Linked DNA regions of Sus scrofa: all the other regions are linked to region 1. The links are chromatin contacts, called in public Hi-C and HiChIP or PLAC-seq maps. All regions are on one chromosome and are shown on one strand. Each heading gives the region's core, a stretch centred on a gene start, on an enhancer-like site or on the middle of the called end of the contact. The rest is flanking DNA. Distances are from core to core; before and after follow the strand shown. Region 1 holds the start of CDK4 (cyclin dependent kinase 4). Region 2 holds the start of PIP4K2C (phosphatidylinositol 5-phosphate 4-kinase type-2 gamma). Region 3 overlaps ATP23 (mitochondrial inner membrane protease ATP23 homolog).

Region 1 (2,729 bases), core at 67-2,566:
AGTTAGAAGGTTTGGACAAGGGCATAGTCATTTTTATGCAATGTGGTGGTAACTTCCTTGCACACACTCATTCCTATATCCATCTGTATATGATGTATATAATAGCGTGCGCGCGCGCGTGCACACACACACACACACACACACCATCTTAGTGCAGAAAAGAAACTTTTTTTTTGGCCCCACCTGTGGCATATGGAAGTTCCCGGCCAGGAACTGAATCCGAGCTGCAGATGTATCAACGTGGGATCGCTAACCCCCTGCGCCTGGTAGGGTTGAACCTGTGCCACCACAGAGACAACTAACTCAACGGATCTCACCCCGCTGCACCACAGCAGGAACTCTGGAAAAGAACCTTAAAGGTCAAGTATTCCTGTTTCCAGCTCATTAATAACCTCTCTGCCAGGAGGTATCTAGATTCTGCTTTAACACTCCCAGGGAGAAATGGAAGTTCTGAAGAGGTGAAGGCACACTACCTTGCCACGCTTCCTGTTGGATTACTGTATTTATCTGCCTTCCATCAGTCCTTTAATGCTAGTTTTGCCCTAAAACGGGTATTGTGTCCTCTCTATTTTATATGATCACGCTGCCGGCTATATCTTTACATATAGCCTTTTCACTACCTTAAAGGGCTAGTGCCTGAGACACCAAAAAAACTCATGTAGCAAAAACCGTACATTTACACAGGAAGTAAGCGTTCGGTAAAAATTTGTTGAATGAGTGAATGAAACAAAGACACAAATGAGAATATGTTTTCCGATGGCGGTGGTACATAAAGGCGACAGCACCTCCTCACGTCCCCAGGCCCCCCACTCTGCATATAGAGTGACAGACGCATAGTGACACTGGAGTTGGCGCTCCGGCTCGGCCTGCAATGGGGAATTGGGATCTGGGTGGCCCAGGTTGCCATGGCACCGTATTGGACTCCACCTTCTCTAGGCTCCCGCCCCCCCCTCGCCAGAGTTACGGCAGCCAGTCACGTGCCCTACAGCGTAACCACACCTCTGCTCCTCCAAGCAGTCAAGCGGTCACGTGTGATAGCAACAGATCACGTGGCTGCCATCGCCCCTCCGCCCCTTTCCCTTCCCCGCCCCCTTCCCGGTCAAATAGGCTCCAAGCTGCCTTTCTGCGCACGCGTACTCTGGTCACGTGTTCCGAACGTCCGGCACATTCGCCCCGCCCTGCCAGTTTCCGCGCGCCTCTTTGGCAGCTGGTCACATGGTGAGGGTGGGGGCAAAGGGGGCCGCTCTAGCCTGCGGCCTATGTCTATGGTCGGGCCCGTAGAGTCCAGCTGCCCCAGACAGAGCTCGAGTGCATGGCGCTGCAAGAACCGGCTCCGGGGCCCCGATAACGGGCCGCCCCCGCAGCTCCTGACACGGGGCGAGGTAAGTGTAGCCCCCTTCCAGGAATAGGGACCATTCTAGTCCTCCCCGGCTTCCTACGCGGGCTGGTCTGGAAGGGTCGCTCGAGGGCGGGAAGTGGTGCAGGGTGTAGTATGTTCCTTTGTGGTCATAGGGAGGTGTAATTTAAAGGACTAGGTGAAGGGTCTTCAATGCAGGGGGTGTGTCGTGTGGGATTTCCCTTGTACAGGGCTTGATAGTCCCAAAGAAGAAGGAATTTTTTAATTCTAGGGCCTCACGTGGCTGGAGGGCTTTTGGTTAATCATTGTGTTACCTAGGGGGGTCGGCCTTATGGAAATTTGGGGAAGGGACGGGATGCTGCTCTTGTTGTCTTTGGGATATGTTTTGTGCGAGACACTTTGTTGCCGCAGGCTCATAACTATTTGAACTCTGGAAGGGAATTTGGTGGCAGGAGTCTCTGTGATTGTAGGGTCTCATCTGGTCTGAGAATGGCTACCTCCCGGTATGAACCAGTGGCGGAGATTGGTGTTGGTGCCTATGGGACCGTGTACAAAGCACGGGATCCCCACAGTGGCCACTTTGTGGCCCTCAAGAGCGTAAGAGTCCCCAATGGAGGAGGTGCTGGAGGGGGCCTGCCCATCAGCACGGTTCGTGAAGTGGCCTTACTGCGCCGGCTGGAGGCTTTCGAGCATCCCAATGTTGTCCGGTGAGAAGAAGGTGGAGGGTTGGGAGTGGGTAGTAAAAAGGAATAGACAACCTGTAGGTGGGGAGTGGTGGTTGAAAGAAGTGGGGACCCTGAAGGAATAGGGGAAGCCATGTTAGGTCAAAGATGATTGATCACTGAGTGACCTTTTGTTCTGGCCAGGCTGATGGATGTCTGTGCCACTGCCCGAACTGATCGAGAGACCAAAGTGACCCTGGTGTTTGAGCATGTGGACCAAGATCTAAGGACATATCTGGACAAGGCACCCCCACCAGGCTTGCCGGTGGAGACCATCAAGGTGAGTAGGATGGACATATACTGAGAAGTAAACTGGGATCTTTGTAGTAGCATCTGTTGTGGCTTCCAGTATGATGCCTAGTTTCCAGTTTCTCTGTACCTCCCCCTTCTAAACCAGGATCTGATGCGTCAGTTTCTAAGAGGCCTAGATTTCCTTCATGCCAACTGCATCGTTCATCGAGACCTGAAGCCAGAGAACATTCTGGTTACAAGTGGTGGGACAGTCAAGCTGGCTGACTTTGGCCTGGCCAGAATCTACAGCTACCAGATGGCACTTACACCTGTGGTCAGTAGAAAGATGGTAGCCAAAATGGCTTCTGGTTAGTGGGAGGAGAATGCTTGCTCGTAGCAGTTGGGAAGTCACGTGTTTT
Region 2 (2,729 bases), core at 64-2,563, 190 kb after region 1:
CAGGAAAGAAGATGCACTGGCCTCTTGGGCCTCCTCCTGATTCCCAGGCCATACCATCTACAGCAGTTTCCTGCTTCTAAAGTTTTACCACCATAGTATCCCCAGGACCAGAGCTCCTGAGCCATCTCTTTGGTCAAAGATGACCCCCACTTACACCAAATACCATTACTCCAGCCCGCAATGGATTGCCTTTAAGACCAAAGCCTTAAAAGCAAATATATATTAAGTCCCCAGTCAATGCCACCCCTGGGTTCAGGGCAGTAGCTTTTCTGAAATGCCTGTACCTCTGTAAGGGAAGGTATGGGACATGCAGGATTAGAACGTCCAGGAAGCCTGGGGCTTCTCCTCAAAGCCAAAGTTCCAAAGTCCAGGACAGCGACCCAGAAAGCAAGGTGCAAAGGAGAGTGACGACCAGCTCCCTCACGACCAGCTCCCCTCCCCGCTCCCCTTCTATATTCACACTCTCACCGGCGTCCTCACCACCACCAACCCAGAAGAGCTACTCCCCCTAAAGTCCTTCCGGATGCAGCCGGGTCCAGGCCGGTCGCCCTGACCTGGGGCTGAGGCTGTAACTGGCAGGAAAAAGGCAGGGAGCTGGATTTCAGGTGGGGAAGATAGAACCTCAACGGAGGAGTAAAGGGCGCAGGGAGAGACAAAAGTCTACGTTCAGGAAAAGAAAAAAAAAAAGTCTAGAGCGAAATGGTACGCTGGGAGAACACCTCAGGGTAGGTGGGCAAGGACCAGAACAGCCCGAGGAAAACGTGCAGCGCGAGGGGCTCCGGAGGCGGGAGCCAGGAAACAGGTACGCCCGGAGGAGCAGGAGCTAAGGGGTTCGGACTGGGCAGCGGTGGGGCCAGGGCCGAGTCTCACCGAGTGGGCTACACCCCACAGGAACACGCCCACCAGCGGGTCGGCCGCCCGGAACACCTTCACCTTCTGCTGCACGAAATGTTTCTTCTTGGTTTTGGAGGCGAAGCCAAAGCCCGTGCCGGGGGCCGCTGTCGCCGCCGGTATAGTGGCCGGCGGGACTGAAGAGGACGCCATAGTCTCCGGCGCACTCTACCGAGTGAAAGCCGGAGCCGGTCGCGATGCGAGCGCCCGACCCCGGAAGCGGCGCTCACCTGCGCCTCTGTCATGTGACCGGAGGCTGGCCCGCAGGCGCGCGAGCCGGGCGGGGCGGGCCGACTCCGCCCTCCTGGCGCCCGCCCGCCTGCGCAGAAGGTGGGCTCACCTGGCGCCGGGGAAGGCGCGCGGAAACCTGGTACCCTGATCGCTGTTAGCAGTGCGGAGGCCCAGGCCGGTCACCCAGGCGATGGGGATGCCGTCTGGGCCAGCCTGATTAACCGCCCAGTCGAGGGCTTCTTTGCTGCAAAGTCGCCGCCTTCCGGTTTTGCCCAGTTTCTGGGAATAACCTACCGCCTGAGGCTAACCCGAAAGGATTACTTTACGAAGAGAATCCCCTAAGTGGTTTTTGTGCTTTTAGAAGGACCACTCAAGCATCGCTCTGGAGGGTGACCAGAGTATTGCAACAGTGTAGGCACCAGATGAGGAACTAAAACAGTGGCTATTGGGATGCAAACTATTGCCTTTGCAATGGATAAGCAATGAGATCTTGCTATATAGCACTGGGAACTATATCTAGTCATTTATGATGGAGCATGATGGAGGAAAATGTGAGAAAACGAATGTATATATGTATGTGTAACTGGGTCACTTTGCTGTACAGTAGAAAATTGACACAACACTGTGATCCAACTATAATGGAAAAAATAAAAATCATTAAATAAATAAAACAAACAATGGCTATTGGGTTGGGAAAAAGGGGATGGCATATAAAGGTATATAGTTTGATGTCAATTTGGAAAATTCCTAGTGGATTGGGATTTGCAGGAAAGGGAGATGTTGAGAAGAAATCTGACTTTTGGCAAAGGCGAAGAATGATGGCAGTGAAGAAAAGGAGCAGTTTTAGTGAAAACATTAGTTCAATTTGGAATGTGTTTGAGGTGCCTGAGGGCAGCTGGACATATGGGCCTAGTGTTCAGCAGAATGGTCTAGGCTGGAGATACAGACTTAATTATTGTCCACGAATCTGTGTGGATGACAACTCCCAAGGGAGAGCAAGGAGAGACCAAGAGCTGAACCCTGGTATAAACCAGGGAGAAGACTGCAAAGGGGTGGCCAGAGAAGTAAAAGGGCCAGGAGAGCAGGGTCACAAAAGCTAAGGAAGTTGAGTTTCAAGAGAGGAAGGAATGGAGAGCAGTGTCAGATGTCATGGAGAGGTGAGGCAAGACGAGGATGGAGAACTGCCCAGTGTCTTTGGCAACTAGTGACCTTTGGAACACATTTTCAGTAGAGCCAGAGCCAGATCAAGGCGGGCTGAGGGATGAATGGGAGATAAAGAAGTGGGGAGGAGGCGCTTGGGACTTTTTTAGGAAGTTGGGTTGTGAGAAAACAAGGTGGGTAGTGAGTGGCTTATAGAGAAACATGCTGTAAAACACACTTTTAAGGGAGACCTTACCAAGGGGTAGGGAGAAATCGTTGATACAGAAGTTAACAAAGAAGATGCAAACTGCCCAAGTCGGCATCACTTTTAGTTGTTTTATATATTGGTGAATATATATGTGTAAGTATCTCAAAAATGAAGGATCTAGAAGGGACTTGATTTAGTCCAGGAAAGGGAGATTTATCACTTGTCAGAAGGGAGAAAGGAAAGGATCTGTGCAGACAGA
Region 3 (2,729 bases), core at 91-2,590, 140 kb before region 1:
TCCCTGCAAAAACCTCCAGCCACCTATATACACAACTGCCAGATACATCACTCCATGTACCTGCCCTGCACCTTCACTGGATGGCAGGCTGCCTTCATCAAATCAAACTGGCCCTCAGCCCTGCCCTCTCTCTAGACAGCCTGCATCTGGCCCCGTGGCTGCCAGTCTTCGCCTCATTCTCCATTTCTCAGTTCCTGTTTAGCAAAGAATTGCTGGCTGCACACACCCCTCCCCCTACCAAGCTCCTTTCCTCCGCTCTCCTCCCCACCTGTGGCTCCCAGGGCCCCCAGGAGGCTGTCCCCTCCTCCCTCCTGCCACCTCTCAGCCCAGGCCTGCCAGCCCTCCCTTCAAAGCCTGCAGGACTCATTACCCATACTGTTCATCAGGCAGTAATTATGTACTGCCTTGTAACTCTTCTGTTTAGCCTGGAACAGGCTTGAAACGCACTAGTGCTATTGTAATCTCTCCCAAGTCTGTATCTCATCACCCCAAACAGTATAAACCACTTGAAGGGGAAGATTGTCTATTGGGTCTTGATTTCTCCCTGCAGTGCCCAATACTTAGATAGTAGGAGCTTAAAACACGGATGTTGATTTCCTTTTTCTTCCCACGTATGTTGGCCTCAAATAACCAGAGCTGGTCAGGATAACAAGCATTAGCCTTGGAAGCCTGATTTTGGCCACTACAGATCTCCCACAGGACAACCTCATCCTGAGCCCTCAGATCAGGGTCCCCCGGAGGGCATCAGCCATTCTCTGGGGCACCCGGTCTCCAGAGAGGTCTGAGGGACACCGCCAACCCAGGTTGGCTCTGTCTGCTCATTTGGTGGTCATATTTCCAAGACCTTCCCTGGTCTCCGGCTAAAAGGAAACATCCTCGAGTATGGGGTGGAGTTGGGGGGCTCCCTAAACCCTAAGCCCTAACATTCTCACTGGTGAAGCCACCTGCAGCCAGCTGGAGGGCCGTCCGAAGCACCCCGGAGCACCCCTGCCCTTGGGAGAGAAAGAAGACACTGCACCTTTAAGTCTGCAGCCAGTTGAGAAAAACAAGCTGTGATTTATATAAGCGGGAAAATCATGTGATTTGCAGGAACGCTCCCTCCTCCCCCGGCCCCCTCCTCGCGTCGCCTCCAGCCCTTCCCAGAGGGGCCCCGGCAGCCGGGCTGGGCTGCAGGGGAGGGGGACCGGGGGTGCCCCGAGCCTCCCCTCCGCGAGCGCGGGAGCCTTGTGGGGCAGGAGCGCGGCGAACACCGAAAAGGCCTCGGTCCACGGTGCCTCATTCCTGCGGCGCCTCCCGGTGGCCCCAGACGCCAGCGGAGGGCGGCGTTCAGCCGCGGGGCGCGGTGGTTTGCTCCCCAGCGGTCTAGCGGTGGGTCACGTTCAAGAGCGCGGCCGGAGCATCCCCTCCCCTGCCGCCTGCCCCCTTCGGGCCAAAGGAGAAACTGAGGCTTTCCTCCAAGTCCTCCGCGGGGCGGGGAAGAAAAGCCAGGGGCCCCTCCAGACTGGCTCCTGTGTCCTGAACACCCAGCAGGAGGGAGAGCAATTTAAGAAATAATTTGGTCGGTAAAGGGCATGATGAAAATCAGCCATTTCTAGAGCTGAGAGGCGGTTGTGTTTAGCCCAGAGGACCTAGCTTTCAGGGAAAGAAAAAAAAAAAAAAGCGATGTCTGTCCTTTCCAGCCAGAGCCAAGGAAAATAAATACATGATTCGCAGGCCCTAAGAACCAGCACAGATCTTTTAAATATTAGAGGGTGGTGTAACTACAAGGAACCCACGCCTACTCGGAGTTAACTCTGACAACTTCTGAAGGAAAGGAAATGCTTAGGTTCTCCTGAGATGCAGAAACTGGGGAGTGGGCAAAGCCTGAAGAGATCTTCTCAACACCCCACTGTCTCTGGAGACATCCTATACCAAGCCCTTCCAGGAAGTGCTTGCAGGGGAGAGGATTAGCCATCACTTCTAAAACCAAGCCCAGGAGAAGCTGGGGGGGGGGGGACTTTCTCGGGGCGCAAAGCAAGGAGGGGAGGACAGATCTCCCTCAGTAGGTTGTGCTTTGCATAAAGCACAGTGATGGGCCCTGAAATTGTCCAAGGAAGGAAACCCACTGCTCCTCAGAGTAACCACTTCCAGGAGTTAAGTCTTGTCAAAAAGGTTTGAATTCCATTTGCTTTTCCTCCATTGGTCATCTGCTGGGGATGAGGCATAAGCCCAGCAGTGTCACAGGGAGGAAAAAAACATGATGCAATTAACGAAGTTGCTAATGCATCATCTTGCAGTGACCTTGGCCATCACCAGCACAGCTTGGTGAATTTCAGTCCACCCTCTGCATACTGGCAGAGCCAGCTGGACCCTGAGAGGTCATTCTGGCCCTCCTCCCACCTCCCTTCCCTCCCCAGATGGAGGGTCTTTATGCTGAGATGGTTTTCCCTGAACAGGGCCTCCATGCCCTCTGCCACATCAAGGGTAAGATCGTTCCTGAAGGAGAAAGCTCAGGTTAGGCAAATATTCTCCATCATTCTTTAAACCCTGAAGAAGAAAACTAGAGGTTAGCATAGGAATTCAAGAGAGTAGAACTCCATGCGTTCAGACAAATACCAGCTTCATTGTTATTCAGCAAGCGCCTTCTGTGTGCCTGGCCCTGAGCTGGGCAATGAGGGGACAGTGGGAACAGGATAGACAGCACCCCTGCCCTGAGCCCTGACATTCTGCTCCCCACTCTGCCTCCCAGG

Evidence for each region. A called contact is a pair of places that touch in the nucleus more often than the background predicts. HiChIP or PLAC-seq counts read pairs in DNA pulled down with a chosen protein or histone mark.
Region 2: a contact with region 1 is called in an H3K27ac HiChIP or PLAC-seq map of alveolar macrophages. The contact joins the promoter of PIP4K2C here to the promoter of CDK4 in region 1. A contact is called at or near these places in 2 of 5 promoter capture datasets (fetal skeletal muscle and liver) and 2 of 2 datasets of contacts at active chromatin or transcription factors (alveolar macrophages and skeletal muscle).
Region 3: a contact with region 1 is called in a Hi-C map of liver, with 3 times the contacts expected there. The contact joins the enhancer-like site here to the promoter of CDK4 in region 1. A contact is called at or near these places in 1 of 5 promoter capture datasets (fetal skeletal muscle), 2 of 47 Hi-C or Micro-C datasets (embryonic fibroblasts and liver) and 1 of 2 datasets of contacts at active chromatin or transcription factors (alveolar macrophages).

What each region holds. Positions count from the first base shown.
Region 1 is chr5:23,040,546-23,043,274 of Sscrofa11.1, reverse strand. It overlaps CDK4 (cyclin dependent kinase 4), which reads left to right and starts at 1,316. Exons shown (of 8, transcript NM_001123097.1): 1 at 1,316-1,382; 2 at 1,828-2,064; 3 at 2,224-2,359; 4 at 2,477-2,644. The coding sequence starts at 1,847.
Region 2 is chr5:22,852,726-22,855,454 of Sscrofa11.1, reverse strand. It overlaps PIP4K2C (phosphatidylinositol 5-phosphate 4-kinase type-2 gamma), which reads right to left and starts at 1,313. Exons shown (of 11, transcript XM_021091878.1): 1 at 871-1,313. The coding sequence starts at 1,044.
Region 3 is chr5:23,183,237-23,185,965 of Sscrofa11.1, reverse strand. All of the region lies in intron 1 of ATP23 (mitochondrial inner membrane protease ATP23 homolog), which reads right to left. Among named protein-coding and RNA genes, the nearest start is that of ATP23, 7.7 kb to the right of the region's middle. Within about 2 kb of position 1,340, at least 64 of the 83 cell types and tissues checked have an H3K27ac peak or open chromatin away from gene starts, as enhancers often do. A contact at or near this core is called in fetal skeletal muscle and liver, where this site is marked.